Regions from separate parts of the Astyanax mexicanus genome. Here region 2 is linked to region 1. Evidence: chromatin contacts called from public Hi-C data. All regions are on one chromosome and are shown on one strand. The core of a region is the stretch at or near the end of the contact, and the rest is flanking DNA. Distances in the headings are between cores, read along the strand shown.

Region 1 (5,555 bases), core at 1,823-4,322:
GAATAAACAAACAACATACCAAGAGAAGTAGAGCAAGCAGGGTCGGTACACAGGTAATTCAGCAGAAGGAAAATAGGCAAAAGAGTAGTCAAAAGAACAAGCAGGTCGGCAACTGAATAAACAATCAATAAACTGAACTAAGCAAAAAAGAGTAAAGAGCAAACAAAAACGGCAGGAAGGCGTGGAGAGATGCTCATTGCTACTTTTCACCCCGCCAACAGTCTATTTTCAGGCCTTATGAATAAATCTACACTGATGGGTGTGGTGGTCTGAATGTGAGGTGTATTCAGGTTTCAAATCTCCTTCGTATCGCTATCTTGGCAAGGGAAAACACAGGTGCACCACTGACTAAAATAAACCTAGACAACAGTCAACAGTCAAGCGTTCATTGCTATCTTGGCAATGCAGGTGTGCCTTGGACGCTTAACACACATAACCCCTGCTCTTTACACACACAAAGACACAGAGCAGTGCACAAACCCAACTTTTACATCAACAATAAACAGAATACAACATAATTACCTGCAAATTACCTGCTCGTTCACCTTCACAGTGTGAACTAGCAAGCCTGTTTCCTCTGCTGAGAAGCACAGAAGCAATGCGCCATTAAAATAGCAATTTGCCAAAGTCAGAGCACACCTGGCTTTTAAAGGAAAAAGTGATTGTTTTTTTTTCACGTCACACCCAAAACACACCCATGATTATTTAAGAGAATTAGTGCATGCCTTTTGCGCATTTTGATCAGCGCAAGGCGTACTTTTCCCTTCGTTACGATAGCAAAGATACACTGATGCCTTAAATCAAACAGGTTTACATCAGTAAACATACTTTGAACAGTTTCAGTACAGTTTCAATACACCACCACTAGGGGCGCTACAGAAGGTGAGTTTAGAAAGCATCAAAAGACTGGTAGGCCAAGAAATCTTAAATCTCAAACCCCCACTCTGAATGACTTCTTCTCGCACACTGAATTATGAAAAGAAATGTATCAAATTTGAAGAGAATTTTAGGAAAATTGTAGTGTTTTTGCAAGGATTTGTTTTACACATGTATCCAGTTCTGAAACCTAAGCATCACAGATTTTTCAGCGTATTTTGGCTATTTTTTTTTTAATCAAAGATTAACAATAAACAAAATGTTCTGTTCTTCCTCTCTCTCCTTCTTGCTCGCTCACCCCTCATTCGCTCTGGGCCATGGTGCCACAAGAGCTTTCGGGAGGGTGTTTTGTGCCCGGCTATTTTTACATCTTCCATCTCGTAACCATGACAACGGAGCACAACACACATCCTAATGACATAAGCATTCTTTCCTGGACTCGTTCTTTCTCTCTCTCTCTCAGTCTCTCGCCCCGTGCTCTCCCAGTGGCTGGGGAAGCTCAGTGTCGGCTGAAGAAACTCCTGGAATTCTCGTTCAGCGAGTGCCGGGCGTCCAGCTCTGTGGTCATCCCCTCTGGGGGAGGGCTGAGGCTCCTTCCTAACGAATCGTTTTTTTTCAGGTGCCCACCCTGCGTTCCTTTTTTTCTGTTTTTTCTTTTTTTCCTTTCATCTGAATTTCACCATCACACACTCCTGATGTGCATGTGTGTGTGTGTGTGAGCGCATGCAGATGTGTGACGTACTCAGAAAAACAACATGCTGAATTCAAATTAAAGAAACATGTTTACGTCATCTGCGTACAGACTCGGTCGTAGCAGAAAACGTGCAGATTATTATGGAGAAAAGTGCATTGTCGTGCAGATGGTCTTGTTTTCTATAATCTAACAGGTGGTTTCCATGCTGTTGCTAGGTGGTTATTATAGTGTTTCTAAGCTGTTGCTAAGTGGTTGCTATGGTATTACATGTGTATGTAATGGAGTTGCTGAGTAAAACAGATGAGGTGGGGATGACGAAGATATGCATCTAGCTACAATTGGTCTTTCCAGCAGGGGTGTCAGAAGCATTTTTCCCAAGCCTGTTTTTATTCCTCCATGTGCCCCTAAAACACATAGCCTTGTTGTCACCTGTAGTAATTTATTACACTATCCCCTTGTTATCTTCCCCAGGTGTTCCCAGCCTCCTTGACTATATATATTTTTGTCTGGTCTTTTGTGTGCTTTGTGAGGTTTTGAGTGTTGTTTGTGCTTCTTGTCTGATCATGGTTGTTGTTCTTTTCTTAGTGTTCTGTTTTGCTTTTTTAGTTTAGTCTTCTTAGTGTAGTTCATCTCTGTTTGTTTTTTTCAGTCTAGTTTTTACAGGTTGGTTTATTTGGTTTTGTGTTACCCTACTTATATTTGTTTTATGTTTTCTTCTTTTAGTTTACTTTTTTTTTTTTACTTTTTTATTTAAATAAATCTGTGCACTATAATAGATGTAGCTGATGCTATAGCCTGAATTAGGCTACATAAATATTCACAAAACGGGGAATCAATAAATATAATCAGAGTGGACTCAGTCTAAATCAATGATAGTTTTTGTATAATCACTGATCATTTGGATGAAATTATAGCTAACATTAAGCTAGCTAATAGATATCCTAACACCGACTAGCCAGCTAACTGCACTAACATTCCCATTGGGGAAAAATGCTCTATAAAGAAATTCTGGTGTACTTTTAATTTCTTTGGAGCGTTGCTGTTCAGTGAAAAACAAATACCTCCATTTTTGTTGATGTGTAGTTTACCACACCGTTTGAACACACAACCTGTTTTTTACACTGTGCCATTTTTTTTTGATAAACAGACCAAGAGAAATATTTCAAAATGACCAAAAATAAACTGTTTACTGTAATTGAAAATTTAGACGTTTTTATTCCTCTCTCCTGTAAAGTTGCTTTTTTGGAGATACTTGTTTTTCATTGGACAGCGACGAAATATTGCAAACAACTGGTCATCAACAAAGAATAACTTACTGGTACTGTTAAAAATATACAATTATACTCGTTACTTTTTTATAGAGCACCTGTACTTTTACTTTGGGTCTCTAGTACTTTATATTGAAATAAAGTAACTTTTCAATGATATTCAATTTTTTTTAGATGCACTAGTAAGTTACATCTCTGCCCCCACTACAACTTTAGCAGAAGCTGCGCAAAGCGTGCGCAGCATTGACGCGCTTCTCCTGCTCTCACTCCGTGTAAGGGAAGTAAATGGGGTGGATTTTGGCGGGGTGATCTGTGAGAGTGAGCAGTAACGTTAAAGATGTCCAAACTGAAAAGAAAGAGAGTGAGTGTAGCGGAGGAGAGCAAACCTGAGGGAAAGCCAGAGATACGAAATATTTTTCAGTCTCTGCGCAATCCTGGCGGCACGTCCTCCAGCAAGAGCTGGTAAGATTAAAGTTAAAATGAGAACAAACAGTAAATAAGAGAAAACAGTAACAGAGAGATATGGGGAAGGTGCGCACCTGTTTTTACCTTTAAAGCGCAATAAAAGTATGTTTATATTCACTAACTGTAAATTTACTGATTGAAGTTAGCTTCTTGTTGGAACTCTCCGTTCCACCTTAAATGGTGCAGCAGTTTGGACTTAAGTTAGTTGCTTTCCGAATGTAACTGCGGTGCCATTTAAGGTGGAACGTAGAGTTCCAACAAGAAGCTGGTGTATAAGAAGCAATGAAACCAATGAAATTGTTTACCCTTAAATGATAAATACTCCACAAACCAATGAGTGTCTATATGTTTTCATTTTAATTAGTTTTATCCATAATTATTATTTTCATTTTATATTGACTGTACCAGTCAAATGTCTGGGCACACTCTCATTCAACGTGTTTTCTTTCTTTCTTTTATTTATTTATTTTTTTTTTAGATTAGAAAATGTTGTTTTTTTTAGATTGTAAATGTAAAATATTGAAGACATTAAAGTGTGACAAAAATATTGTCATTTAGAGCATTTATTTGCAGAAAATGAGAGATGGCTGAAAAAACAAAAATGTTGCAGAGCTTTCAGACCTCAAATAAAGCAAAGTTTTAGGAGTTAAGAAATCAATATTTGGAGTAAAAACCCTGGTTTTTAAATCACAGTTTTTATGCCTATTGGCATGTTCTCCTCCACCAGTCTTACACACTGCTTTTGGAGAACTTTATGCCTGCACACTTGGTGCAAAAATTCAAGCAGTTCACTTTGGTTTGATGGCTTGTGATCATCCATCTTCCTCTTGATTATATTCCAGAGGTTAAAAAAATTGTAAATTCAAATAAATGAATCATTTTAAGTGGTCTCTTATTTTTTCCCCCAGAGCTGTATATATACACACGGTTTAAATATTTTTATTTTGTATTTTTTTTTTTAGCTAAAACACACACAAAAAAAAAAACACAAGCAGATTTTTTTTTCTGAACAAATCTCTAAACACTGTATAATTTTCCTACATTATTGGAGGAGCTAGCCATGTCACTAGCAATGTTGTTCAGGGCAATTCACATTTAAACACTCATGTCAATATATGATCTATATCTGAGAGCTAGGTTTGAAGCACATGGCATGCTACATAAAATATAATAAATTAAGAGCATCCCTATGTTGCCATATTAATGTCATTAGTGATTTTATGTGGCAAATTGTGGTCAAACTAAACTAGGCATGCCTGTTTTTTTATTTAAAACTTACAAATTGCTAAAACACAAGCAGAATTTCCTAAACAAACACACTTTGTAATATTGACTGAAATTTGTACATGGTTGAAATTGTTACTATTAGCCATTAATATTGCTAATATCACAGCATTAGCTTTACTAAACAATTAAAACATCATAATTCAAAACAAATACAAAAAATCATTCTGAATGAAAAGCTGCAGTGTATACCATGGCTGCAGCATTTTCCTAAGTGTCTTTATAAGCATAAAGCATGGCATAATGGACCCTGTTATGTCGATGCTTTTAGTCAGGCAAATTGCATGATTCTGTATGTTTATTTAGAATCTTTCCTCTATTACTGCTTCATTAAATATGCATTAGGCCATTCATAAAATAAAGTAAATGGATTTGGTAACCTGAGGCAACGTCCTGCAATAGAGGCTGCGTCAGAAAATGTGTATATGATAAAAAGTGGCCAGTGCTTATGTTATGTTTATTAAATAATAAATGTTATGTTTAATGCTTTGGCTCTTCCTGTGTTGAAGCTCCAGTGCTGGACATAGAGGTGATGGAGGTGAGCCATGGTGGGCTGCAACTGAACTAACAGCAGAGGAGAAGATCTGGATGACCCTGCAGGGCTTCTGTCCTGAAGCGTTCAGCTCTCCTGCATCAGTGTATTGTGTTCCAGAGCTGCCGCAGTTGCCTGAGGTACAGTTTTGGACCTCTTCAGTGCGCCTCACTGATACTGATGGTGTAGTAGAGAAAACTGTGTTCACAAGGACTTTTGGAACTGGTGTCTTTCCAATTACTTTCTGACCTAGCTTCCACATCCCTGTTACGCTCTGATCTCACTCCTGCATCCTTGTTACGCTCTTACCTAACTCCCGCATCCCTGTTACGCTGTGACCTCACTTTCGCATCCCTGTTACGCTCTGACCTCACTCCTGCATCTCTGTTACGCTCTTACCTCAGTCCTGCATCCCTGTTACGCTCTGACCTCACTC
Region 2 (5,663 bases), core at 2,039-4,538, 180 kb before region 1:
TGGTCCGTCTGGCCTGCTTACCATCAATGGCATCCAGTGATTGGTAAATAAACAGACCCAAAGCACAGGCCAGATACGCCCATGTGGGTGCCTAAGGAGGAACAATGGAATGATATAATATTTTCAGTAACATAAAGAGGGAAGACAAACATGTAGCTGCTTAAAAAATAATTTTGGAATAATTAAGAACAGATATTTTGATTATTCCCTATCTAGTTTTGATCCTTTATTTTTAGTGCTATGTTCTAGCAGCATCCAGTAAGCTGCATTTGAAGGTCTCATTTCATCATTCATTAATGTTGTGTGTTCTCTAGTATGAATTAATGCACTGTGCTGCACTTTTTGTGCTCCTGTTCTAGATTGGTGGGCAGTGGGCAACGAAGAGCCACAGGATTTCGGCTTTTACTCATGAATATTCATGACATGCAAATGTATCGCCTCTGATTGGCTAAGAGCGCTGTGACGCTCCCTCTATGGCTCTACAAGCCAAGGTGGGTGAGGCCATGAACCCTAATTTACAGATACACCTCAGTCTGGGGGCTTTTTTTTTTTATTCACTTGTTTTTCTATTTTCTTTTCTTCGCTAATGCAGACAATGGGGTATGTCAGTATCGTCTGATATCAGCATTACTGGTAAGTTACTTGGGCCAAACTGTGCTTAAAAAAAAAATTAAAATCAGGACATCTGTAATATCTGACAACACTACTGCCTTTCATTGCCTAGGTCAGGTTATTTAAATTGCGCAGTGCAATGTTTGTTTATGTACATAAAAAAGTAAGAGAGTTCATTAATATACAAAGATAACCCCAAACTTCAGAATCAGAGCATCCAAAATCATCAGTAAAACTCTAGGTAAGCCCCGTCCATCCTGCAGTCAGTGGTACCTGCTCGGTGGCTGTGGGGCAGTGGTAGACGAGGATGAGGGTGGTGATAGCGTTGACTGCGAGCCCCACGATGGTGATGAGGTTCGGCGCCATCCACAGAGGAACCTGACCCACCAGCCAGCACCAGAACGGCTGCACGCAGGGCTCCAGCAGGGACTGGCCCATGCTGCTGTAGCGATGCTCCTCCAGATGCTTCAGCTGCTGCCGGGATAACCGCGCCACCGGCAGCTCCATCAGCCACCCCAGCATCCCCGACCCTTCATCCGCCCCAGCTGCAGAGGGGGTGGGGTCTGACCGAGAGTTCGAGCTGTTCTCTGAAAGGGCTCCCGGACGGGCTCTCAGGGGGTTCCTCCGACTGCTTGAGGTCATAACTGTGTGCAGTGCTAAAGCTAATATGTTCTAAACACAGTGCAGAGAACCCACGCAGAACCTACAAGAACCAACACAAATAAAAAACAGAACACAACTCACATTTAACACATTAGCTTGAGTTTAGCTTAGAAATTCATTAAAATTAACTTAAGTAACAGTTGGCACATATTTTTTAGTTGCTGCATTTGTGTATGGTTAGTTTGTGGTTTATGGTTTTAACTTGTTAGCTTAAAGTTTAGTTATCAGTAACCATATTAGGTTGGTGATAATTTATTAGTTTACAGTTACCATAATAGCTTGTAGCTAATTTATTAGTTCAAAGTTACCATGTTAGCATGTAGCTAATTTATAAGTTTACAGTTACCCTATTAGCATGTAGCTACTTTATTAATTCAAAGTTACCATGTTAGCCTGCAGCTAAATTATTAGTTTACAGTTACCATGTCTGCTTTTATCTAATTTATTAGTTTGCATTTATCTCGTTAGCCTGTAGATAATTCATTAGTGCACTGTTAACATATAAGCTTCATCACTGATTTACAGTTACAATATTAGCCTGTTACAATATTAGTCTGTAGCTAAATTATTAGTTCAAAGTTAGCATGTTAGCTTGTAGCTAATTTATTAAGTTTGCATTGAGCTTGTTAGCTTGTAGATATTTCAATAGTGCACTGTTGACATATTAGCTTGTAGTTAATTTATTGGTTTACAGTTACAATATTAGTCTGTAGCTAATTTATTAGTTCAAAGTTATCATGTTAGCTTTTAGCTAATTAATTAGTTACCAGTTATCATGTTAGCTTGTAGCTAATTCATTAGTACACCTTTACCATATACGCTTGTAGCTAATTCATTAATTTACAGTTACAATATTATCTTGTAGCTAATTTATTATTTTACAGTTAACATATCAACTTGTAGCTAATTTATTAGTTTACAGTTAACATATTAGTTTGTAGCTAATGTATTAGTTTACAGTTACAACATTAGTTTGTAACTAAATGTTCAGTTTGCATTTAGCTTGTTAGCTTGTAGAGAATTTATTAGTATACCGTTATCATATTAGCGTGAAGCTCTTTTATTTAATTAGTTTAACCTAACCTTACATTTGCCAACTTAGCTTAGTCATTTGTTTGTTTATCACAATAGCACAATCTCATAAACTGAAACATGATAACATAATATAAAAAAATAAAATAAAATACAGTAATAATAACATGAAATAAAATATGGCAAACACACAGTGTTCCTCTACGATGTAATATATAGATATGTTGCATTTGTATTAAATAAAAATGACAGTAAATTCAAATCATTAGTATAGTATATTATATACAATAATATCGTTTATCACAATAATTGCTTGGACAATTTAGTGTAATTATTTTTATATTTTTATATTTATTTTTTTAAATAATTTAGTAAGTTATCGTGACGGGAATAATCTAAAATATAACACATACTATTATTTAATCGAATTTATTTTGAAATAATAAAATTAGAGTCCATTTAGGGAGCTGTCAATGTGAGCTAGCTTGTTAAATCAGCATCATATAAATAAAATAATCAGGGAGCGTGTGTGTAAGTGTGCTATTAAATTACGTTAATAGTTTAAATTCTAGTTTAAAACGTTAAACCACGTTTTTACATTACAGGGTGGAAATACAGAGATAAACTACGAAGCTTGAGTTGTCTACCCAGTCCAATTCCCAGTTCCACCTTAAATCATACAGCAGTTTCATTCTGGAAGCTGATGCGTTACTACTGTATCTGCTGCACAATTTAAGGTGGAACGGACAATTCAACTGAGTTTCAGCTTCGAGCTAAACTGTCAGCTGTATTAGTTGATTGCATGTCAAATATAGAAGGAAATCGATCAAAATTATGATGTACCTGCAGATCAATGAGATGAGATCCTCTCCTATTAGAAATCTGGGTGATTATTTTAGTGTTAAACCCGTAAAAAAGGTCCACACGCGGTTCAGATCAGCAGCATGAAGAGGACGGAAGTAATCCACTCCCTGTGTGACAAAATAAAACTAAAACAGTCTAAACCATAATAAATAAAAAGGAAATCCGAATGTACTCTGGAAATGTTATTCTTACATACTAACTCTAAGTACTCGAATATTAAAAATATTTCCTTAAACTTTAATTAATAATTTGCATTCGTGATTTTACTACCATAGATTTCCATTCAACGAGATAAAATAAAAGTCCTCCACGTATGCTTCCACTTTTTCTTTCTGGATATGTAAAATAATAAAAATAAATACATGCGCACTAAATGTATATAACAAACACGTGTGCACAGAACTAATGCCGAAACTACAGTGTCTAACATTTTAATGAATAAACTATAATGTTAATTGAGTGTTAATCCTCTGTGTGTAAAACTGATGTCGTCCTTTAGATGGAGCTATAATACTGCTAAAAAAAACTGCTTACAGTAACAGTATCTCTCTCTCTCTCTCTCTCTCTCTGTCTTCACTCATTATGCTAATGAAAATGGTACAGAAATAAAACAAAATAATAAATGAAAAAGTAACTGAACAAACTAACATAGGTTAACTAAATATAAGAAGTATTTTTTATACTTAACTGCAAATCATTATCCTTCCATATCCATAATCCATGTCCATGCCATAATAATGCCACAACACTGCCTCCACCATGTTTCACAGAGGGTGTGTAATGCTTCAGATCACAAAGCCTTCCTTACTTTCCCTCTAATCCTAAGCTAATTGTGGCTTCCTCTGTCAATATTGTTTTTTAGATGTTTTTTCATCAGTCTGATTGGTCCATCCTGTTCCCATTGTTACCAGTGCTTTGAATTTTATTTCTAAGCAGTTTAACCTTTATGATCCAACCCATTTAGACTACAATTGGTAATTGTTCATTATCCATTAAGTCTACAGCAGTTTAGCCCAACCTATTCAGCCTACAGCAGTTAAGCACCACCCAATAGACTACAGAACTTCAGCAGAAGGTGAACACCTGCAAGTCGGACCTGCCGCAGTGTTAAATAGAACCACTGACAGCTGAGGCGGTATCGATTGGCAGGCCGGCGGGGCTCTCAGACTTCAGGGTGAAATGTCCCGGCAATGGGGGGCAGGAAGGGGCGGGTATTGATTAGCGAGTAGGAGATAAAGCCCTACCTGAGCGATCAATACAGAATGTCACTGTCTCATACAGTTACAGCTGTCTGTCAAGAGGGAAGGGGAGGAGGTGGAGTGATCACGGGCTACATTTATGTCATTGTACGTGTTTAAAGAACAGCCCAGAGCAGTTTAGACCCATCCATTGCACCTACATTTGTTAGTCCCAGCCATTTGGCCTACATTTTAGCCCCACCCATTCAGCATCTTATAGCAGTTTAGCACCACCCAACCAGTGTAGAGAACTTTAGACCCCACCTATTCAGCAGTATACAGCAGATTAACTCCACCCATTCAGCATTTTACAGCAGTTTAGCCCCATCCTATCAGCATTTAGAATTTAAGACCCCCACCCATTCTGCAGCTTACAGCAGTTTAGCCCCACCCAATCAGCAATTTACAGCAGTTTAACCCGACCCATTCAGCACCTTACAGCAGTTTAACCCCACCCATTCAGTGTATATAACTTAAGGCCCCACTCATTCTACCTAATGCAGTGGTTTAAGGTGGCATAGTAGGAGTGGTTTAGTTTGGTAAGTGGGTGTGGCCTACAATATGGAGGGACTTACTATAGTCCATTAACACAAACAGTGTGAGGTATCACCAGGACATTGCCCCGATCCGCTACTGGATGTAAACTTTATACTAAACAGAATATGTGTGGACAATCAGAAGCTGGGGGAGCAGGAACACTGTAGCATCACATGATTATCAAAGTCAGCAGTCTGGTGTGGGTGCATGCTGGGAATTGGAGTCTTTGTTGTGTAAATCAGAGTCCAGAGCAGGCAGACTGACAGCAGATATAGTTATCAGTGAGCTCTTGTTTACTGCGATGTTAGTATCTTGACCTCTAAAAGGCTTTTTATGACTATAATTAAATTAGTAATAATAGATATCTGTGAAGTGAATGTGAACTCAGACTTTGACCGTTTATTCATGCAGCATTAGCACTGCGGTTTAGCTTAGCGTGTGCTGGCACGCTGCCTGAAAAGGAGTCGAGCTGATTTCTCCTGATCATCTCAGCTCAGGGTAATCAAACCTGTGCCAGATTTGCCGCCGTCTGACTGAGTATGACATTCAAACATCTTGGCACGATGCATTAAACATGAAATGAGATGCTAATACTCACGATCGTTCCCGTTTGATATTTTGGGGCAAATGTCACCAGAGCAGGTGTAGCTCTGCGGGTGGTGCTCACTGATCCCCGGTATCAGGTTTATGACGGGATTTTAGAGCTGATGATTGAAG

What was found. Hi-C and Micro-C count contacts between places; a contact is called where the count stands out from the background.
Region 2: a contact with region 1 is called in a Hi-C map of muscle, with 9 times the contacts expected there. The contact joins the promoter of cept1a here to the promoter of si:ch73-70k4.1 in region 1. A contact is called at or near these places in 2 of 3 Hi-C or Micro-C datasets (both in muscle).

The regions. Positions count from the first base shown.
Region 1 is chr12:8,061,340-8,066,894 of AstMex3_surface, reverse strand. It overlaps si:ch73-70k4.1, which reads left to right and starts at 3,072. Exons shown (of 4, transcript XM_007236940.4): 1 at 3,072-3,300; 2 at 5,097-5,259. The coding sequence starts at 3,176.
Region 2 is chr12:8,241,564-8,247,226 of AstMex3_surface, reverse strand. cept1a (choline/ethanolamine phosphotransferase 1a) reads right to left here and starts at 3,288. Exons shown (of 9, transcript XM_007236944.4): 1 at 3,151-3,288; 2 at 886-1,315; 3 at 1-91. The coding sequence starts at 1,254.